Regions from separate parts of the Rattus norvegicus genome. Here region 2 is linked to region 1. A link is a contact called in public Hi-C data. All regions are on one chromosome and are shown on one strand. The core of a region is the stretch at or near the end of the contact, and the rest is flanking DNA. Distances in the headings are between cores, read along the strand shown. Region 1 has its middle 32 kb from the start of Actr2. Region 2 overlaps Rab1a (RAB1A, member RAS oncogene family).

The links. Hi-C and Micro-C count contacts between places; a contact is called where the count stands out from the background.
Region 2: a contact with region 1 is called in a Hi-C map of liver, with 5 times the contacts expected there. The contact joins two enhancer-like sites. A contact is called at or near these places in 9 of 12 Hi-C or Micro-C datasets (the A7r5 cell line, the Rat2 cell line, Schwann cells and 5 more) and 1 of 1 datasets of contacts at active chromatin or transcription factors (oligodendrocytes).

Annotation. Positions count from the first base shown.
Region 1 is chr14:98,565,043-98,569,255 of GRCr8, forward strand. No RefSeq gene overlaps it. Among named protein-coding and RNA genes, the nearest start is that of Actr2, 32 kb to the left of the region's middle. Within about 2 kb of position 1,344, at least 23 of the 93 cell types and tissues checked have an H3K27ac peak or open chromatin away from gene starts, as enhancers often do. A contact at or near this core is called in liver, where this site is marked.
Region 2 is chr14:98,642,292-98,646,655 of GRCr8, forward strand. Rab1a (RAB1A, member RAS oncogene family) reads left to right here. Exons shown (of 6, transcript NM_031090.3): 4 at 4,009-4,104. Among named protein-coding and RNA genes, the nearest start is that of Rab1a, 21 kb to the left of the region's middle. Within about 2 kb of position 2,225, at least 2 of the 93 cell types and tissues checked have an H3K27ac peak or open chromatin away from gene starts, as enhancers often do. A contact at or near this core is called in liver, where this site is marked.

The DNA.
Region 1 (4,213 bases), core at 94-2,593:
GTGTATCTGAAGACAGCTACAGTGTACTTAGATATATAATAAATAAAATTAAAAAAAAAAAAGAACACCTTATTTAAAAAAAAAAGTTTGAAGATTTTTTTAAAGGGATTTATTACAATATACAATTTAGGAAATGGCACAGGTTATGTTAAGCCAAAGAGGCACAATACAAGAGAGCACACTGTTGACTCTACCGATATGATACTCAAGAACAGGGTAAGCTCATCTCTGCTGATAGAAGTCAGGGTGAAGGCAGCTGGCTGGGGCGACGTGCTCCTGTAATCCCAGTGCTTGAGAGGCTGAGACAGAAGAATTCAGTTCAAGATCAGCCTGGGCTAGTTAATGAACACAAAGCCCACTCAAGGGTACACATTGAGAACTTGACTCAAACAAATAGACACAGTAGCCAGAACAGTGAGTGAATATAGAAGCAAGAGAGAGGTCTCGAGACTACTAGAACACCCTGTATTTTAATTTGGATGATTTCGTTTGTAGTTTGTAATGTTTACACCTTTCCAAAGTGTCATTTAGAGATCTAGTTAAAGTTTCTATATTTCATTACCAATCGTTTATTACGATCATTCCACTAGGAGAGTGAGAACACAATTTATAGAACAGTTTGTGTTCTCTCAGCTTTCCATGGGATGCCTTTTCATCCTGTGATAACATGAGCTGGCATTATTTACAGAGGGTGCCTTACTTGTAAGAACACTGTTCTGAGCCTAAATCTGACAGAAACATTACGAAGTGAAGTGTGACAATGTGGTGCTTTGGATGAGAGTGGGCCCAGTTGGTAGAACTGTTTGGGAAGGATTAGGAAGTACGGCTTGGTTGGAAGAGGTGTGTCACTGGGGGCGGGGCTTTGAGCTTTCTTTTTTTTTTTTTTTTTTTTTTCCGGAGCTGGGGACCGAACCCAGGGCCTTGCGCTTCCTAGGCAAGCGCTCTACCACTGAGCTAAATCCCCAACCCCTGGCTTTGAGCTTTCAAAAGTGTCCTATCATTCCTGGAGTGCTCTCTGTGTCTTGTTTGTGGTTCAGGATGTGATCTCTCAGCTGTTCCTGCTGTTGCCATGCCTTTGCTCCATCATCATGGGGTATAGTCCTTTGAAACTGTAAGCTCAATTAAAATTTTTTATCTGCTGCTTTGGTCGTGGTGTTTTGTTACGATAATAGAAAGGTAACCAAGACGTATGTAGCATAACTCTCTGTCTTTGCTGCCTGTGCCTGCAGTTTCTACAGCTTAGTTTCTTGGGTGTCTACCAGAATTGGCCAGCAGAGGGCAGGGTTGTACAGCACCTGAAAGTGGAGACTTCCGGGAATCCAGACTTTCGTTTTCCAGCGGCTTCTGCAAAAGAGAAGTAACAGTACTTACTTGAACCACAGGGCATCCTCCCTGGTGGGGTGACAGAGTCAAAGGGCAAAATGCTTTCGTTTTGGGTTCCAGCTATGTCGTTACTGCCCTCATGTGAGGACCGTTGCCCTCTGCCCTGTCATCACTCTTAACTGTGATGGTCACAACATAAAACGAAACCTTCTCTACCTTCTTCTTCCTTCCACAACTCAGTGACCCTCCAGCACGTTGCTTTCACCTTTCAGGCCCTCTGCCCAGAGCCTGCTGCCCTCTCTGCCCTGCCAGGCTCTCTTCACCACTGTCTCTTTATGCAGCCCAGAAACAATGTGTCCCTTCAGGAAATTACTTTTGCAAGGGCCTTGAACCCCTTTGCAGACCAGGTCTCACTTGTAGTGTGTTAGCGATCTCCCACTGTCCTTGGGATGAAGTTTAAAGCCCACTGTGAGCCCCTAAGGCTCTGTATAATCTACCTGTGGGTTGGGAGCTCCCCTGTCTCCGTTCTATACAACAGCCTTCAACCCCTGCCTGTTAAGCAGGCAGGGTCTCATGTAGCCAGTGCTGGCCTTGAACTAGCTGTGTGGCTGCAAGATGACCTTGAGCTCCTGATCCTCTGACCTCTACCTCCCAGGTGCTGTGGTAATAAGCACGTCCACACCTAGCACTCCAGTCTTCTGACTATTCCCTCCTCCAGTAACTCATTTCCAACCACGGAATTATTTCATTGCTACTTCATAACTGCATTTTTTCTACTGTTATGAACCATAAAGTAACTATTTTGGAGAGAGAGGTTTGCCAAAGGGGCTTGACCTACAGGCTGAAAAACACTGGTTTAAGTCCACTTACAGTGGCACCCTCTTCCCTAACAGAACGCTTCTTTCTTTCCATGTATAATTTAGAGCATTCCCCGCCTCTGACTACTTGATTATTTAATAAGTGCCTCCTACTTGGGATTGTGCATTTTAATTAACACCAGCTGAGACTGTATCTGATTATTCGTTCTTCTTTTTATGTAATTAGTACCAAGCATCTGCTCGGTAATATAGACCTTAAATATAGACCTTGACGCCATCAAGGCAAGAGTCAGGTATGGTCTTTTTTGTTGCTTTATTTAAAGCGAACTGAATGGCCTGAACCTCTGACCTTCCCATTGCATCTCACTAGGATATGTGCCTGTTCTGGGTCTTCTCCAATGTCCAGTGAGTGGACTGATACAGAAGCGTTCGGGACCAGCAACCAAGTCAGGAAACTGCCTCAGGTGTGACCCGGTGCAAAACACTTCATTTTCCAGCTTCACCCTTTCTATCTCTAAAACGTGAGACTAATATTGCATAACTAATACTACATACATGATTTCACAGATATGTGTGTGCCCATGTGTATACAACTCGAGTGTCCTTAAATACGTCAAAGATATATCCTTAAAACTTCTCGGTTGGGGGGATTTAGCTCAGTGGGTTGGGGATTTAGCTCAGTGGTAGAGCGCTTGCCTGGCAAGTGCAAGGCCCTGGGTTCGGTCCCCAGCTCCGAAAAAAAAAAAAAAAAAAAAGAAAAGAAAAGAAAAAAGAAAAAAAAAAGAAAAAAAAAACTCAGCAGGTTGTGGGCCAATCAAGGTCGTATAGAAAGATTCTGTCTCAAACAACAATAAAAAAAACCAAAACCAAATTCCCAAATTGATAAAACTTTTGTCCTCAAATCCCTCCTGTTCTGGGTGGGTTGGATTCGGTAGCTATGGCAGTTACCAGGAACTGTCCTGATGTCCAGGAGTCAAGCTGTGTGCTAATGCCCTCTCCCACAGGGTAGCACTGGAGAGTACAATTGGAGAGCACTAGAGACAGCTCTATGGTCTTTCCGGTGTGGTGCCTATTAGAATGCAAAGAAATCAATGTCATTTGAAAACCTCTGTGGCAGAAGGAAGTGATGACTTAAAAATAAGACCTGGAGAGAGAAGGCCAGGCTAGGCCATTTCCTTTAGAACTTATTCCTTAGAACAAATGCTGTAATAGCTTCCTACCCTGCAGTCAGTCAATAAGTACACGGGCATGAAACCTATTAAACACGGGAGCGCAGATCTGAATGGTTTTCCTGGGTAACCAGTGTAAATGATTAACAGGTCACAGTTGGTTAGAACAGACTAAAACCCTTTGTTTTACTCTGAGTGATGAGGCTTTCTCTTCTGTCTTTGGTGTCATTCTTTAACATCTGTTAACGGCTGAGGTTATGAATCTGTGGGGATCAGTTATTAATTTACTGTATACATTGAGTCTATCAGATTATGACTCTGCAGGAAAAGTGTTAGAAGTACAAAAAGAGAAGTCTACCTTATTTCACTTATTTTATATGATATGTGTAGGGTGTTTTTCCTGCCTGTATGTCTGACCACATGCATGGAGTCCTCGTGGAGACTAGAAGATGATACTGAGGATCCCCTGGAATTAGAATTACAATCACTGTGGAGTCCTCTAAGAGAGCAGCCAGTGCTCCTAACCACTGGACCACCTCTCCAGCCCTATTCCACTTACAGAATAGTTAACTAGTGTCTGCATGGAACAGAATGCCCAAGAATCCAACGCATTGAGGCCTAGCCTTCCCGTTGTATCCCAGAAACAACCAAGCTACTACTTTTAATGAATGAACGGCTGACTTTGGAGACAATACTAAGGACCAGTGAGTGAGATGGTTCAGCCAGCAAATGTGCTTGTCTGCAAGCCTGGTGACCTGGGACCATCACTAGAACCTTCATGGCTACAGGACCAGCTCCTACAAGTCATCCTCTGACGGCTGCACACTTGCATGCACACACTAAGTAAACAAATGCAGTAATACTTAAAAAAGAAAAACGGGGGTTGGGGATTTAGCTCAGTGG
Region 2 (4,364 bases), core at 975-3,474, 78 kb after region 1:
AACAGGTTAAGAAGGAAAAAGTGGGGGCTGGGGATTTAGCTCAGTGGTAGAGTGCTTACCTAGGAAGCGCAAGGCCCTGGGTTCGGTCCCTAGCTCCAAAAAAAAGAACCCCAAAAAAAAAAAAGAAGGAAAAAGTGATGATGGGCCAGTATGACAGCCCAGCAGGTGCTTGGTGAGTTACGGACGGCCTGAGTCCGACTCCCAGGACCTGTGTGGACCTGTGTGGAGAGAAGGGACTTCCTGCAAGTTCTCCTTTGACCTCTGTGTGGCAAGGGTGTTCACAATATGAGTATCATCACACACACAGAGACACAGACACACAGACATGCGAGTGTGCACGCGCACAGTTAATAGGAGTTTTTGTTTGTTTAAGTAGGGTTTTAATTTCAGAAGTTAGTGTGTTGTAGAGCAGGCTTAGTGTAAAGGAACACTGAAGACTGACCATTGCTCTTTTCATGGAAATGGATTTTGCTCTGTGCTGAAGTCCTGAATTTTGAGTCAAAGTTATTATTTTGATTTTGATATTTCTTTCTTTTCTTTTTCTCTTGGGTTTTTGAGGCAGGGTTTCTCTGTGTAGCCTTGGCTGTTTTGGAACTCTGTAGGTCAGGCTGGCCTCCAACTCGGAGATCTGCTTGCGTCTGCCTCCCAAGTGCTGGGGTTATGGGGGTATGCCAAGCTTTTTGATGTTGACTTAGAAAAATAACAAGTTTGCTCAGCTCCACCCCTCGTACTGTCTCCTGGCTTACTAATTTATGAGGTAGTTTTGAGAATTACATGGCTCTTGCTATGTGTGTCCCTTTCTGATCTTGGAGACAGGTCAGTGGGCTCTGGGGTATGCTATTGTATGATACGCTATGTGACACAATATTGTAGAGGACCCATCCAAGCCTAGGTATCAGTAGAATATGTGGTCATCAATCTCTACAGGATTTGTGTATTTTAAAATATTTTAATTTTGTTACTTCCTTTGTCTGGAAAGGATCTTGCAGTTTACTCTCTGTAACAGGAGTTTTTAACAGGAATTTTCTTTCCTTATCTGGTGTTGTTACATAAACATATTTAGGAAATTCACCATTTTCAAAAGCAGGTACTTTTAGTTTACTGGCTCTAGCTCTCCATTCTTTATATTGGGCTGGAGTCAGTGTCCTTTAACTTTTGTAGAATTCCTCTGCAGTTTGAAGCTGTGTGAATCAAGTTAATTACTTTTCTTTTGGCATCGAACTTTCATGTCTTGCATTTTCAAGTACCTTTTATAAAAGGGTTCCCTAAAATATAGTACAGTACAGTATGTGAGACAAACTTTTCTGAATTTCTTAAAAATTTTCTTCCTTTGGGTGTGGAGAAGTGGCTCAGTGCACTGGGGGTTCAGTGCTGCACACACCATAATTTCAGCCCCATGAAGTCCGATGCCTTCTTGCCTCTGTGGCCGACAGGCATGTACTTAGTGTACAGATATACGTGCAGGCAAAACACTCATACATAAAAATAAAATTTCTCGGGGTTGGGAATTTAGCTCAGTGGTAGAGCGCTTGCCTAGTAAGCACAAGGCCCTGAGTTCGGTCCCCAGCTCCGAAAAAAAGAAAAATGAAAAAAAATAAAATAAAATTTCTCTCTTGGTCTTCGTGGACTTCATGCTTATTGTTAATCTACTAAAGAATAAAAAAGGAATGCATGAGTTTACATTCACTGTTACATTAAGCACCTTCCCTAGCAGTCTGTATTGTTTTTTTTTTTTTTTTTTCGGAGCTGGGGACCGAACCCAGGGCCTTGCACTTCCTAGGCAAGCGCTCTTACCACTGAGCTAAATCCCCAACCCCTGTCTGTATTGTTAAGATTTAGGTTTGCTTGTCTTTAATTTGGGGCGTGTGTAGAAAGGGCTGCAGATATGGTCCAGTAGTACTTGTGACTTCGAGGACCTGAGTTCACCTGTGAAGACGCTGTAGGTGGGGACCCACCTGTCTGTAATCCATGGAAGGCAGAGAGTGGGTTACAGGAGCACGGGACAGCTTTGTCAGCCATTCAGTCAGCTCTGGGCTCAGTGAGTAAGGTGGAGTGTAATCCAGGAAGGCCTTAGGTCCCTACATATACATGCCATATATACACACAAAAAGAAAATGTTATAAGAATGTAAATGCAAAATTGTACGTCTAGCCCACTGCATGTCAGCTTGTCAGGCCGTGTGCTTTCTTCCAAGTGCTCTAAGTCTGTCCCTTCATGTTTTATGCTCTGTCATGATGGCCAGGTCTCCCTGAGCTGGGTTGGAAGACTCCAGAGGGAAAAGTGAAATGAAGCCAGTATTGATTTTATTTTGGATTTTAGATAAGTAGCTGCTCACCTTGAATATTATTTGCTTTCATTTTCTTTTCTCCCTCTCTTTACCATTTAACAGACCTGACTCTTCTGAAAACTGCTTTGTAGACTAAGCTGGCCCTGAACTCACAGATCTACCTGCTTCTGCCTCCCAAGTGTTAGGATTAAAGGTGTGTGCCACCACACCTGGCTGCTTTCTGTTTCATCTGGAAGTTTCCTTTGTTAATGTTTAAAGGCTTTGGGGGTGTTTTGAGACAGACTTACTATGTAGCCTTGGCTGGCTTTGAATTTGTTGTAATCATCCTGCTTCTGCGCCCTCACTGCTGCTGGGACTACAGTTATGCACCACTATGCCCAATTTTACAAAAAAAAAAAAAAAAAGACTTACTATAATTAATATGCATCTACATTTTATTATCTGTTTCACCATTATATTTAACAGAATTATCATTAATATTATATATCTAGTTTTCACATTTCCCCAAATGTAGTTTTTGTGTGTGTGTATGCGTGCACATGTGCATCTAAATGATAAGGTATCCTAATGTGTTACACATTTTTGTCTTTAAAAACATAATTAATAATTGTCAGCCAGGCATGATGGTGGACACCTTTAATTTCAGCACAGGGGAGGAATTACAGAGGCAGAGGCAGAGGCAGATTTCTGAGTTGGAGGATGGCCTGATCTACAACATTCCAGGACAGGCAGGACTACACAGAAACCCTATTTTGAAAACCAAAATCAAAATAAAAATTTAAAAGGCCCTATTAATATTACCATGTGTGTGGGACTTCTGTGCCATGGCACATCTGTGGTGGTCAGAGGATTTTTATTTTTAAAAGAGGGTCTCAAACTATATAACCGTAGTTGGCCTAGAACTTGCTGTATATAGAAAAGGCTAGTCTTGAACCCACAGAGCTCCACCTGCCTTTGTTGCCTCAGTGCAGGGACTATAGGCAGTCCCCATACTTGACCTGAGGATACCTTCTTATAGTTTCTTCCTTCTGTCATGGGTTCCAGGGATCAACCTCAGGTTGTCAGGTTTGCATAGCTCTTGCTGGCCAATCTTATCTGTCTTTTCTCATTAAAAGGTATTTTTATTAAGCATATGTGTATATGAATGCATGTGCCTGAAGAAACCAGAGGCATTGGATGCCTTTGAAGCTAGAGTTAGTTACAAGCATTAATCTGGGTACTGGGAATTGAACTCAGGTTCTCTGGAAGACCAATATATCCTCTTAACAGTTGAACCTTCCCTCCATGCTCTTCTCCACTTAGAAGAAATGAGCTTCATTTCAAAGGTGTTAAGGAACATTCTCCTTACATTATTTCTGCTCAGACTGAGATAGCGCCTCCTTGTTACCCTAGGGCGTGGCAGAGCCTGGTCTGTGACAAGTGGCTGCAGCCAAGAAGTAAGCTGTGGCTCTGGACTCTAGTTTTACTGACGGCCTAGCCTAGCCTAGCATAGCTTATATTCTCAAAGAATTTAGAATTTTGGCATCAGTACTACCTGCTAAACCGTAGGCATTATCTTCTCTTCTGGATTTTAACATATTTGATACTTGCAATGCAATTTAATAATGTAAGCATTAAATACTGCTGGCATTTCAAATCCTAGTAATCTACAGTTTTCTCCTGCATGTTCCCCCAAGTATGTTTTAATGGAATTGTTTGCCTTCCCTGATTTTTTTCTATAGTGGGACACAGCAGGCCAGGAAAGATTTCGAACAATCACCTCCAGTTATTACAGAGGAGCCCATGGCATCATAGTTGTGTATGATGTGACAGACCAGGTAAGTTTCTAGAGAATATTATATGCTACCAACAAAGCAGGAAGTTAGTTACTTTTGTGTATGTGTGTGGATGATTTTGACACAATCTCACTGTAATTTTGGCTAGCCTGAACTCACTGTGTGGACTGGCTGTCCTTGAAGGCTTTTGAACAGACTTTCGGTCAGAAATTTATTTTTACTATTCGAGAAATAAAAACAAAAAACTCATTTGCTTGTAGCAAATGTTAAATCTGAACTATCTGAATGAGATAGTTAATTTG